Regions from separate parts of the Ovis aries genome. Here region 1 is linked to region 2. Evidence: chromatin contacts called from public Hi-C data. All regions are on one chromosome and are shown on one strand. The core of a region is the stretch at or near the end of the contact, and the rest is flanking DNA. Distances in the headings are between cores, read along the strand shown.

Region 1 (5,926 bases), core at 3,355-5,854, 92 kb after region 2:
ATAAATGGCAAGGATCATACTGTTAAAAACCTTGGTATTTAAAATGGAGTGGTTTTCTCCTAGAGGAGGGAAGAATCTAGGGATGTGTATTGTCATCACCTATCTGCCCTCCTGTTATAGGCAGAGGAAGGAGACTAATTCTGTATTTTCCCAAAGGACAGAACTGCATTCATTTGGCAAAAGCTGATACTGAGCCAATTTCAGCCAAATCAAAGGAATTGCAATAATGAAAAAAGGCTAGAAGGAAACACTTCCAAATGGTGCTGTTTTCAGGTTGTGAGAACTTAGATGACTTTATATTCTGTGCAGTTTCCAAATTTTCTGCTGAGCATATATATTTTGATAAATAGGAAAAGGAGTACGTCAAGCTTGTATATTGTCATCCTACTTACTTAACTTATATGCAGAGTGCATCATGAGAAACACTGGGCTGGATGAAGCACAAGCTGGAATCAAGATTGCTAGGAGAAATATCAATAACCTTAGATATGCAGATGACACCACCCTTATGACAGAAGGTGAAGAGGAACTAAAGAGCCTCTTGATGAAAGTGAAAGAGAGTGAAAAAGTTGGCTTAAAGCTCAATATTTGGAAAACTAAGATCATGGTATCTGGTCCCATCACTTCATGGCAAATAGATAGGGAAACAATGGAAGCAGTGGCTGACTTCATTTTTCTGGGCTCCAAAATCACTGCAGATGGTGATTGCAGCCATGAAGTTAAAAGACGCTTACTCCTTGGTAGGAAAGTTATGACCAACCTAGACAGCATATTAAAAAGCAGAGACATTACTTTGCCAGAAAAGGTCCATCTAGTCAAGGCTATGGTTTTTCCAGTAGTCAACTATGGATGTGAGAGTTGGACTGTGAAGAAGGCTGAGCGATGAAGAATTGATGCTTTTGAACTGTGGTGTTGGAGAAGACTCTTGAGAGTCCCTTGGACTACAAGGAGATCAGTCCTGGGTGTTCATTGGAGGGACTGATGTTGAAGCTGAAACTCCAATACTTTGGCTACCTGATGTGAAGAGTTGACTCATTGGAAAAGACTCTGATGCTGGGAGGGATTGGGGGCAGGAGGAGAAGGGGACGACAGAGGATGAGATGGTTGGATGGCATCACCGACTCAATGGACGTGGGTTTGGGTGAACTCCGGGAGTTGGTGATGGACAGGGAGGCCTGGCGTGCTGCAGTTCATGAGGTCACAAAGAGTTGGACACGACTGAGCGACTGAACTGAACTGAATCTGGAAAAAATTAAGCGTTTCATAAAAAAAGAAGAGATACGTCAGGAATGACGTAGGACAAGAGATCAGGCTGATCTGAGACTCTGAAAATGTGAATCTCATTTCCAAGTTTCAAAAAAACTGAAATCCATTCCTAGACAAAGCAGCAGGAAGGGATCCCGTCCTCACCCTCAAGGAACCTGACACCTGACAGAGGAAGAGGCCCCTGACAACGTACCACCGAGGCCAGATCCAAGAGCCCAGGGACCAACTGCTTCAACGGAAGGTGTTGCCCAGGGTCTCAGCAGCCAGTGGGGTGGGGAGGGAGCTTCCTCCCCGCCAGCACTGGTGTCAGCCTGGTCTCCTCTCTGGGCAACTCACCATCAGAGTGTGGCAGAATTAAGCCTTCCCTCAACTTCTGACTAAGAAAGCAACCTTGGGCCGGATTCTAAAAGGAAGGGGCTGGTGATGAGACAGATGTTGGAACCGGCAGCAGCAGATGTGGGATCTGGTTCTAGCCTTGTCTCTCCTTACTGTGTGATGCTGGGCGAGCCCCTTCCCTCTCTGGGCCCTGGGGTCCCCATTTGTAGTTTCGAGAGGTTGGACAGAACGAGTTGTAGGCTGTTTTTCAGCTTGAAATCAGCAGCTGGAAGCCACGGGCCCTTGGCCATACTTTCTTGAAGTCTCCATGGCCCAGTGGACCTCAGAAGTCTTTCAACCCCACTGTTCCACCCTTGCCCTTAATGAAGCCACATCTGGAGTGTATCTCCTCTGATCCCTGTTTTGTACAGCTCCTCACAGCTGGATCCCCATAAATCAATTTGTTCTGCAGACCAGTTCCCAGAACTGTCCAGAATCCTACCCAGAAAAAGGCAGTTTTATTTCGCTTCAGTTTCTGGTTCCAAAAGGAGTGAGCTGAGTCCAGTCCATCTCGGGACAAGCTCTCGAGCCTTCTGAAGCCCATGGCCTGCTAGGGTTTTGCAGAGCAGCCAAGGCTCATGCTTCTGTCCCCTACTAGCAGGCACAGAGGAGGAACTGGCCTGGGGGCCCCTTCCTGGCCCCTCTTGAGGACCACTGCCCCCACCCCATGGCAAAAAGATCGGACTAAAGTGATCCCCAACCCCCTGCTGCTTTGGATTCAAAGTTTTCCTGGAGATAAACTTGTTACAACAGAAGGGTTAAAAAGTTAAAATCCTTGAGGATGGAGAGGGAAGGAGGTCTGGGGACCACCAAGGGCTCCTGTTTGTTCTGCCACAAGGCCCTGAATCCAGGACTTTCATGAAGAACAAACATTCTGCCGGTGGGAGCTGAGATACGTACTTTTTCTGACAGCTTCTCTGGTCCTAGGGATATCCCTGGGCTTGAGCAACAAAAAACCTTTGGCCAGGAAATGGTCCCTGAGCCCCTATTCTTCAGAGTGCCCTACGCCTGCCTCATCTCATTTAATCCTCATGCCCCCCTAGAGTTAGGTCCTAGCACTGCTTCTATTTACAGATGAGGAACTGTGGTTCAGAGAGGTTAAGTAACTTGTCACAAAGCTGGCAAGTTCACCAGACTGAATTTATATTCAGGTCTATGTTTCTACATATCCTGACCTCTTTTGTGGACACACACACACACAGATGCTGCTAAATAAAGACAAACCTAGGTCCCCAACTGTTTTCCTACTAACAAAGACTTTGGGCTCAGACTCCATTTGGGAGAATTTTTAAAGATCATTTTCAATAAATATACTTAGCTAAAGTACATGTACTTAGCTTAAAAAGCCTAATTGTACTCAAGGTTTATAATCAAATCAGTAGTCCCCAATTTTGCTCCTCCCCAACCCCACACAGACCTGGTTCTCAAGACAGTCCCTCCTCTCAACATTTCCAGCAATTTCTTCCAGTATTTGCCTCTGAATTTCAAATAACACGTTAGCTCTGTTTTCTCATGATTTTTCAGACCATTATTACCGACTTCCTATTACGGAAAATGGAGCTTCTCTTATACCATTTCTCTCCCACTTGCTGTCCCACTAGTTTCATTTCACTGTCCTCAGAGGATGTGGCGGAGCCTGAGCTAGACTAGACCTCTCTGAAGGGATGGGGGATGCAGTGCTTTATTTTTTAAAATTTTTATTAATTTATTTGGCCATACCAGGTCTTAGACCCGTATCAGGTCTTCACTGTGTCAAGTGGGACCTCTCATTGCAGTGCCCGGACCCGCTAGTTGTGCATGGCCTTAGTTTCTCTGTACCATGTGGGATCTTAGTTACACGACCAGGGATGGCACCTACCCCTGCACTGCTAGGCAGATTCTTAACCACTGGACCACCAGGGAAGTCCAGGGAATGGAGCCTTGATCTTCAGTTAAATGCAGCAGGTTTAAGGCAAACGTCTATCTTCACTCCCTCCCAGAACTCCAGTATAAACCACATCCCATAACGATGGTTTGAGGAAGGGAGGGCAGACAGCCTGGAGCAGAGAAGACTTAGACACATAACCTCTCTCCTGGAGACTCTGAGGGACAGGGAGAGCACACACACTGGGTGGCCTCCAAGGGGGGGGTCCAGAGTAATAAGGAAGCTACAGAGAGGCAGATTTCAGCTTCATAAGGAGTCATCCAAGAACACAACGGATGGCCTGTGAAGGGGGGGACATATCCCCTCACTGGCAGTGGACAAGCTAGGGCTGGCTGGAGAAGAAAAGGAAATCCTGCCTAGGAGGGAGTTGAATACATGACTTTTAAAGTCCCTGCAAATTCTATAACCCAGTAACTTGCTTCCTTCTGTAACAGCTTGCAATCAGAATCCAGTGGCGCTCTGCAATCACTCTTGAGTTAATAACCAGAGCTGCCCAACAGTCACACCCATCTGCAATTTCTTTTTAGGACACTGAAATAACCATCTTAACAGTCTGATGAGCAATCAGCTCCACTGACTTTTGCCTTGTAAAAGAAGGTTCGAGATGATTCACAGAGCAATCATGACATGGCAGACGGGACATAACTCTCAGTCCCATGGGCTTTAAATCCTCCAAAGACAGCAAAGTGCTGGATGGGGCAACTTGTGGATCTGGCCATGTACTTTGGGCCTCCTGGCTCTGCAGCAAGAATCTCAAAGGGGAAACTTGAAGAAATGCTCCCCGCCTCCTGCCCCCGCCTCCTGCCCCCCCCTCCTGCCACCCCCCCCCCCCTCGCCCCGGACCTCCGCAAGTCCCGCCTTCCCATTTTTGCCTTGTTTTAAAGAGAAACTGGGCAGAGTGTGAGTGTGGGCAAAACGGAGCTCCCCCTGGACAGCGGCCCCTGGAGGAACCAGTCCGGGCCTGGGGCTCTGTCCCTGGTTCTGTCCCCAACTTGGCACTTACCCAGAGACACGGCTCTTCTGTGACCTCTGTACTTTCCAAGCAGCACAGACTTTCATTCATTTTCGTGCCATGACTGGCAGTGTGGTGTAACTGGACTAAGAGTGAGGGGAGGGCTGTGGCCAGGGCGTATGAGCCGCCTGGCTTGGGCAAGTCACCTCCCCTCCCTTTCAGGAGGCACTGGGTCACAGCAGTTACAACTGAGCTTTTGGAGTAAGACTGCTGCTGCTGCTGCTGCTAAGTCACTTCAGTTGTGTCCGACTCTGTGCAACCCCATAGCCGGCAGCCCACCAGGCTCCCCCATCCCTGGGATTCTCCAGGCAAGAACACTGGAGTGGGTTGCCGTTTCCTTCTCCTGGGTCAATTCTAGCGCTGCCACTGATTAGCTGTGTGACCGTAGACAAGTTTCCCACACTCCCTGAGCCTGTGTCCTCACTTTTAAATTGAGGGTGGTGGGGTGCCGGGAAGAGTGAAGGGGAGGACCAATACCTACCTCCCTGGGTGTTTTCAGCATTAAATTAGCTCATTTCATGAAGTGCTTAGAAGAGTGCCCAACTCATGGTGGTACTATTTTCAGCAGCAGCTACTGCTGATGAAAAGGAGACAGCAATCCTCATTCGGTTGACTTTACAGGAATGAACAAAATAAAGCTCTTGAAAACGAAACTCTGAAGTTATATGTAAGTGAGAAATTTGATGTGTGGTGCATTGACTCTCACAAATATTAGGAGACTGTAAAAGGCTAATATTTCCAACTCTACTTGCTAAATAAACATTGTGGCTATGATACAAGAAACCATGCAGCAAGGTCTGTAGAAGTTCTTATCAAGATAGGAAACTAACTTTCCTTTAAAATTTAATTTAGCAAAGCCAATATTTGAAGATACAAGGTTTAAGAGTACCAATTTTACACTTTAAGAAAAACACACCCAGGCCAAATTTAGAACACTGATTACTATATAGAATGAAAAGTACTGACAAAGAAAATGCTGTCCCTAACTTGCTATGTGATCTCATGCAAAGCCCTTCCCTCATGGGCCTCGTTCCCTACTCCATCAGGTACACTGGGCACAGAATGATCTCTGGGTGCCATCCAGGTCTGCATCCCATGGACCCAAGATAGGAGGATTTTTTTTAGACCAACAGACATGTCCACAACTAAGGCATTGTATTTCCTGAGCTGACACCCCCACCTAGTGTGCGCGTGAGAACAGACACCAGTGACCAGCCAACCAGGACCTTCTTATTCTCTCCTGAATAACTTGCTACTTAAAATTTGATCCACAGACCAACAGCACTGGCATCATCTGGGTGCTTGTGAGAAATGCAGAATCTCAAAGTCCATCCCAGACCTACTGAATC
Region 2 (5,678 bases), core at 2,292-4,791:
GAGGCAAAGAAATATTCTCCAGAGCCTCCACAGGCAGTGCAGCCCTGCTGATACCTTGATTTTGGACTTCTTGCCTCTGGAATTTTACCAGTTTGTGGTAGTTTGTTACAATGGACAAGGAACGTAAAGCATTCATTGACTACTTACTGTATGCCAAGTATCCTAAAGGAAATCAGTCCTGAATATTCACTGGGAGGACTGATGCTGAAGCTGAAACTCCAATACTTTGGCCATCTGAGGCAAAGAACTGACTCATTAGAAAAGACCCTGATGCTGAGAAAGATTGAAGGCAGGAGGGACGACAAAGGATGAGATGGTTGGATGGCATTACTGACTTGATGGACATGGGTTTGAGTAAGCTCTGGGAGTTGCTAATGGACAGGGAAGCCTGGCATGCTGCAGTCCATGGGGTCGCAAAGAGTCGGACACAACTGAGCGACTGAACTGAACTGTATGCCCAGTCTTATTCTGAGTGCAGTGCCTGGACTGAGTCAGTGAGGAAGGTGTTTCTACCTGTATATTCTCCATGAATAGACCGAGATGCAGAGGGAGGAGGTCACAGAGCTAGTAAGTGGCAGAGACAAGACGAGGACCCAGCTTGGGTCCATGTTCCATAGCCCACCTGCTTAACCACAACGATGATTCTCAAAGTGCGGTTCCTGAACCAGCAGCATCAGCCTCACCTGGGAACTTACTAGAGATTCAAATGCTCTGGCTCTTCTCCAGACCTGCTGAATCAGACCTTGTGCAGGGAAGAGGGCAGCAGCGACCTGTGTTTTACCCAGCCCCGCAGGTAATGATGCCCACTCAAGTTTGAGACCCACTGCCCTACACTGTGCTGCTGAGCAGCAGCTGGAGAGGCCTAAGACCTGCACGGAGGCCAGCAGTGGGGGAATCACGGAGTAGGAGACACGAGCAGGCAGCCGGCAGCAAAGTCCACTGTAGGGGCGGAGACCCGGGCACAGGGCTAGGCAGGGCCCCAGCTGAGACAGGGCTTCCCTCAGATCACAGCACAGCCGCAGCGAATGGGCTGCTTCCCAGACAGGCTGATGGGAGGCTGAGTCCCCTGAGTGACTAGATCCCACTAACAGGGAGAGGCAGCCAAGTGAACCCAGCTGTGGGAAGGAGGCTGGTGGTCTGAGGATGCAGAGAGGCTTGGGAGGTCAGCCCAGGGGAACTGGGCATGTCGGCAAGGGTTCTGCAGCCAAGAGGAAGCTTGTGACTCCAAGGGGGCTGCTCCCCCAGAGAAAGCCTGTCCCAAGCAGGAGGAGCCCACGCCTTCCAGGAGGGGTAGTAACAGCTATTTCCCTTGCCTCCCCATTGTCCCCTTGCCCTGCCCAGGGCTTAAGGGGCCTGAAGACTCCGGGAACTCCCCTCCAGCCACATGGGAAGCCGGGCCTCAGAGCTGACTTTTTCTAAACGCCTACAAATGAATCACCCAATCTTGTCAAGAAACCCTCCCTTGGTAAAGGTCCAATTCCTCAATACTCTGTTATTATCTGTTTATTTGCCTATGTTTCCCACCAGTCTGTGAGCCCTTGGGCGAGCAGGCATCATCTGTTTCATGTTTATATCTCCCAACTTCACCCCTACGCTTCAAGCACAGGGCTTGCCTGAGTTAGGCAAGAATTGAGCATTGATGGAGGAATGAATGAATGACTAGTGCACACGTAAGTGAATAAGCGAGCTTAACGGATTCTGGACCAGAGTGACCATATATCTGTCTTGCCATATCACATGTATTTTCATCGATAAAATCAATAGTCTTTGTCATCAATTATGAAGAACTCTAATGAACACCAGCTGTTGTCGCAGCCATCCCACCAGCACCATTTAGCTCAATATGCCCTTAATAGTCTAGCTCTCAGCTGATCCCACTGTTGAAGTACAATGTAATCTTAATAGCCACACAGAGGCCTGATGCTAACTTTTCTGAGTGCTGCGATTTTCCATCCTTTTGGCTGACCCTTAAGCAGGAGGGCACAGAATGACCAGTCTTCTGAAAAACGCCTGCCTTGGCTCTCACCCACCGACTGAGCTGGGAGTGCCGCTCTAAAGCACACTGGCCTCTTAGATTTCAGACTGAATTCCAGCTGCCTCCACCTCCTCTCTCTCTGAAACAAGCGTCTGGGTAGGGACTGTGAACCACATATGCTTCCCCTTCTCGTTACATACCGTAAGGTTCTTGAGGTTTGGCTGGAGACCTCAGGGAGGCTGCTCTTTGCCTATCTGGGGGCTAGGGCATGAGCTGGGGCCACTGGGCAAGATGGGATGGCCAGCCCTCATGGTCCTGGAAGAAGGGTAAGACTCCTGCTCCTCGCTGCCATGTCCCACCCTCCCCCAACCCCAGCCTCTTGATGTAAGGTACTGAGGTGGGAGGGGCATCACTGGGATGGTAGGAGCTTGAAAGAGTAATTCTGGAGCTTTCTAAGTCTCTAAGTGAGGCATGTCCTTAGGTATTTGAGTTCTTTTCCCATGGTAGATACCACATGGTCCATGAAATCTCCTACAGAGTTGCTAACCACAAGCAATTTAGTCGTAATTTACATTGTGCGCCCTGAGAGAATGCGGCCGCAAGGAAAGGAGGGATCTGGGAAGGGAAGGCAGGAGCAGACCTCCCTGTCTCCCCCTCTGTCCTGGTCCCAGTCGAGGGTTCCGGCATTGTGCACAGCCAGTACCCAGTGGCCACCCTCTTCTGGACTCGGGCCTAGGCTGGACTTTGAGAGATCGCGAAAACTCAGACTGATCCCGAATAGCTCTCAGCCTAGAAAAGGGGGCAAGACATCAACACACAGAGCCCCGACACAGGTGTCTGAACCGGAGGACTCTGCACAGGTGAACAGAGCGGAACAAGCAGAGCACAAGCAAACCCACGGAGTTAGGAAACTCAGGGGTCTGTGAGTGGCCCTGGAGGATGGGGGCACTGGGACGTTCAGGCAACCTCCACCGTTAGAGCAGCAAGGAGAGAATTAAGAAGCCAGATTCAGAAGCGTAAAGCCAACATCAGCTTATTCACTCTTAGGACAATTCGATAAGGTGGGGACTATTGCTCTCCCATTTTGCAGATGAACAGATTAAGGCTGAAGGAGATCAAGGCCACAGAGCTGGAATGGGGTGGTTGCAGCCCAGGTGTGGGTCATCTGAGGTCCTTCCTAGCTGTTTCTACTCTTAATCACTTTTTCACTTGGGAGATTGGAAACAGATTAGGGAGGGCCTTGAATGTCAAGCTGAGGAGACTAAAATTTATGCTGCAGGCTATGGGGTGCCTTGAAAGGTTTCTGAGGAAGGCTGCTGCTGACCATTTTAGGAGGTATCACCACTTCACCTCAAGCTGCTGCCCCCGGCAGTCAGGCCCCTTCCTTTCCCTTGCCAAGGAGAGGGTGGATTGGGTGATTTGGAATGCAGAGTGAAGGCGGTCTTTTGGCAGCAGCAGGAGACATACTTTCCTGCAGCCTCTCAGCACTTGGCATGTTATGCCCTGGGCAAAATCAAGCTGCCCTGGGAATGGCCCAGGGCGTCCACAGATGAGCTTGTGTGACTTTAGCCAGAGCAGGGAGGAAGCCAGCAGAATGAGCTCATGGCATCAGCAGGCACTGTGCAATCTTGCCTACACTGACTAGGCTGATAGAGGCCTGGAGAGTTGGAGTGACCTCCAGAGCTGGGAAGGACTTCAGTCCAGTGTCCTCGAGATGAGAAAACTGAGGCCCAGACTGACAATGTGACTTGCCCAGCATATCATGTTCCCACCATCCAGGCTACTCTCACCCATTTCCCTAAGAAGGTGAGGCATGGGGAAGTGTATGGTACACAGTAGGTGCCCAATATGGGAATGGATGCATAGCGGCGGGGGGGTTTGTGGTCCGCACATATAACGACTTGATGCCACTGAGTAGGGGGAAATGAATGACATAAGAACTTAGTCCTACAGCTGTTATCAAGCACACAGCTGCTTTTTACAGGTCCTCCTGCTCCCCTGTGCCGAGATGTGCTCTCTGCAGGCTGCTGGAGCCCTGTGTGGCTCTGAAATGGGACTGGAGTTTAAGAGAACAGCCAGAACAGATGGTGACCCTGAAGTCATATTTTGAGACAGGCTGACTCTTGTTCAATCTAGATGAAAGTACAGCTTGATGGCCTCCAAATGTTAGCTGGAGGAAGAGCCTGTGCACTTCTGGAGTAACGGGAGAGGGAATGAGGCCTTCCAAGCTGGGTACCCAGGAAATGCCCCTAACTGGAGACCCGAAACTGAGGGTGACCTTGGGCAGAAGACCTCAGGAGTTTGAGCCTTGAGTCTCGCCCAGCAGATGCAGAGAAGGACATGGAATTCCATTCCAGAGAGAAATCATCACTTACTAGCTGGTAACCTTGGGCCAGTTCGTTTACTCCTCTGAGCCTTAGTTTCATTATCTGGACACAGAGATGACAATGCCAGCTCTCAGGGTGGCGGTACAGGGTAATGTCAGATGCTGAACTCATGAGCCTACACACTTATTCCTGAAAGGTAAGTGTAGATTGAGAGAGGGAAGCTTGCCTTGTTCACCTGCTTGTTCATTCATTCATTCACAAATATTCTCAAGCACCAACCACCACATGCCTGGCACTGCTACTGTGGAAGATTTACGAGTGAACAGGACAGACGTGTCCCTGCCCTCATGGCATATGTGCTCTAGCACTGAGCTAGCTCCTAGCTGGGTTTTACAAGAACCACTTGAGGGCTTTAGAAGACTGATACCCAGCTCCACCCCAGTCAGGATCTCGGGGGGTGAGGCCCAGGCCTCAGTATGTCTTAAGAGCTCCCCAGTGATGCTGTTATAGGTACAGGGTGAGGTTCATGGTTTCAAGGAGAGCCCTCACCCACCAAGGCTCTGCCATCTCAGGCTCTACGCTGAGTGCCTCATGCAGCCTGAGAGGCAGGACCTTGACTACCCCCTGTCCAGATGAGGGATCCAACCTTCCTCCTGAGCAATCTGCCCAAGTCACTCAGCTGATACATGGAAGAACTGGGATTTGAAATCCATCTGACGTTTCCAAGGGCTTCCCTGGTGGCTCAGGTGGTAAAGTATCTGCCCGCAATGCAGGAGACCCAGGTTCAATTCCTAGGTCGAGAAGATCCCCTGCAGAAGGGAATGGCAACCCACTCCAGTATTCTTGCCTGGAGAATCCCATGGATAGAGGAGCCTGGCGGGCTACAGTCCGTGGGGTCGCAAAGGGTGGGACACAGCTGAGCGACTAAGCACAGCACATGTTTCCAAGGCTTAGTTGTAGCCACAGGCTGCCAGGCACAGAAGAGACCCGCAGCACGTGCGAAGTCCCGTCCCCACCTTTCCTCCCCCATCCCTGAGGACGATGGGACAATGTGTCTATGGTGACACAGCAGCAAAACCTGGGACTTTGAGGTGGCGAGATGCCAGCCACCTGGACATCACAAGGCCCAGTTCTGGATCCAGCTCCTTATATCTGAACTGTGTGACTCCCATCATGTCCCTCGTTCTCTCTGAGTCTCCACGCCACTCTCTGTAATTTAGGAGAGCCAGATAGAGGACCCTGAAAGCCCAACATTTTCTGGGTCCTCAAGGCCCCCAGTGGGTTTTGATGGGAGCGAGGTGTTTGAGGGACACATGGACCCTAAGGGAGCTTAGGATCCCCAGCTACCCTAGGCGCATGAACGGTGATCTGTGCCT

What was found. Hi-C and Micro-C count contacts between places; a contact is called where the count stands out from the background.
Region 1: a contact with region 2 is called in a Hi-C map of tail adipose tissue, with 2.9 times the contacts expected there. The contact joins two enhancer-like sites. A contact is called at or near these places in 3 of 16 Hi-C or Micro-C datasets (hypothalamus, muscle and tail adipose tissue).

What each region holds. Positions count from the first base shown.
Region 1 is chr2:48,980,322-48,986,247 of ARS-UI_Ramb_v3.0, forward strand. The region is part of intron 5 of LOC132659160 (a long non-coding RNA gene); the gene reads left to right. Among named protein-coding and RNA genes, the nearest start is that of GALNT12, 41 kb to the right of the region's middle. Within about 2 kb of position 4,605, at least 14 of the 54 cell types and tissues checked have an H3K27ac peak or open chromatin away from gene starts, as enhancers often do. A contact at or near this core is called in tail adipose tissue, where this site is marked.
Region 2 is chr2:48,889,505-48,895,182 of ARS-UI_Ramb_v3.0, forward strand. All of the region lies in intron 3 of COL15A1 (collagen type XV alpha 1 chain), which reads right to left. Among named protein-coding and RNA genes, the nearest start is that of COL15A1, 16 kb to the right of the region's middle. Within about 2 kb of position 3,542, at least 14 of the 54 cell types and tissues checked have an H3K27ac peak or open chromatin away from gene starts, as enhancers often do. A contact at or near this core is called in tail adipose tissue, where this site is marked.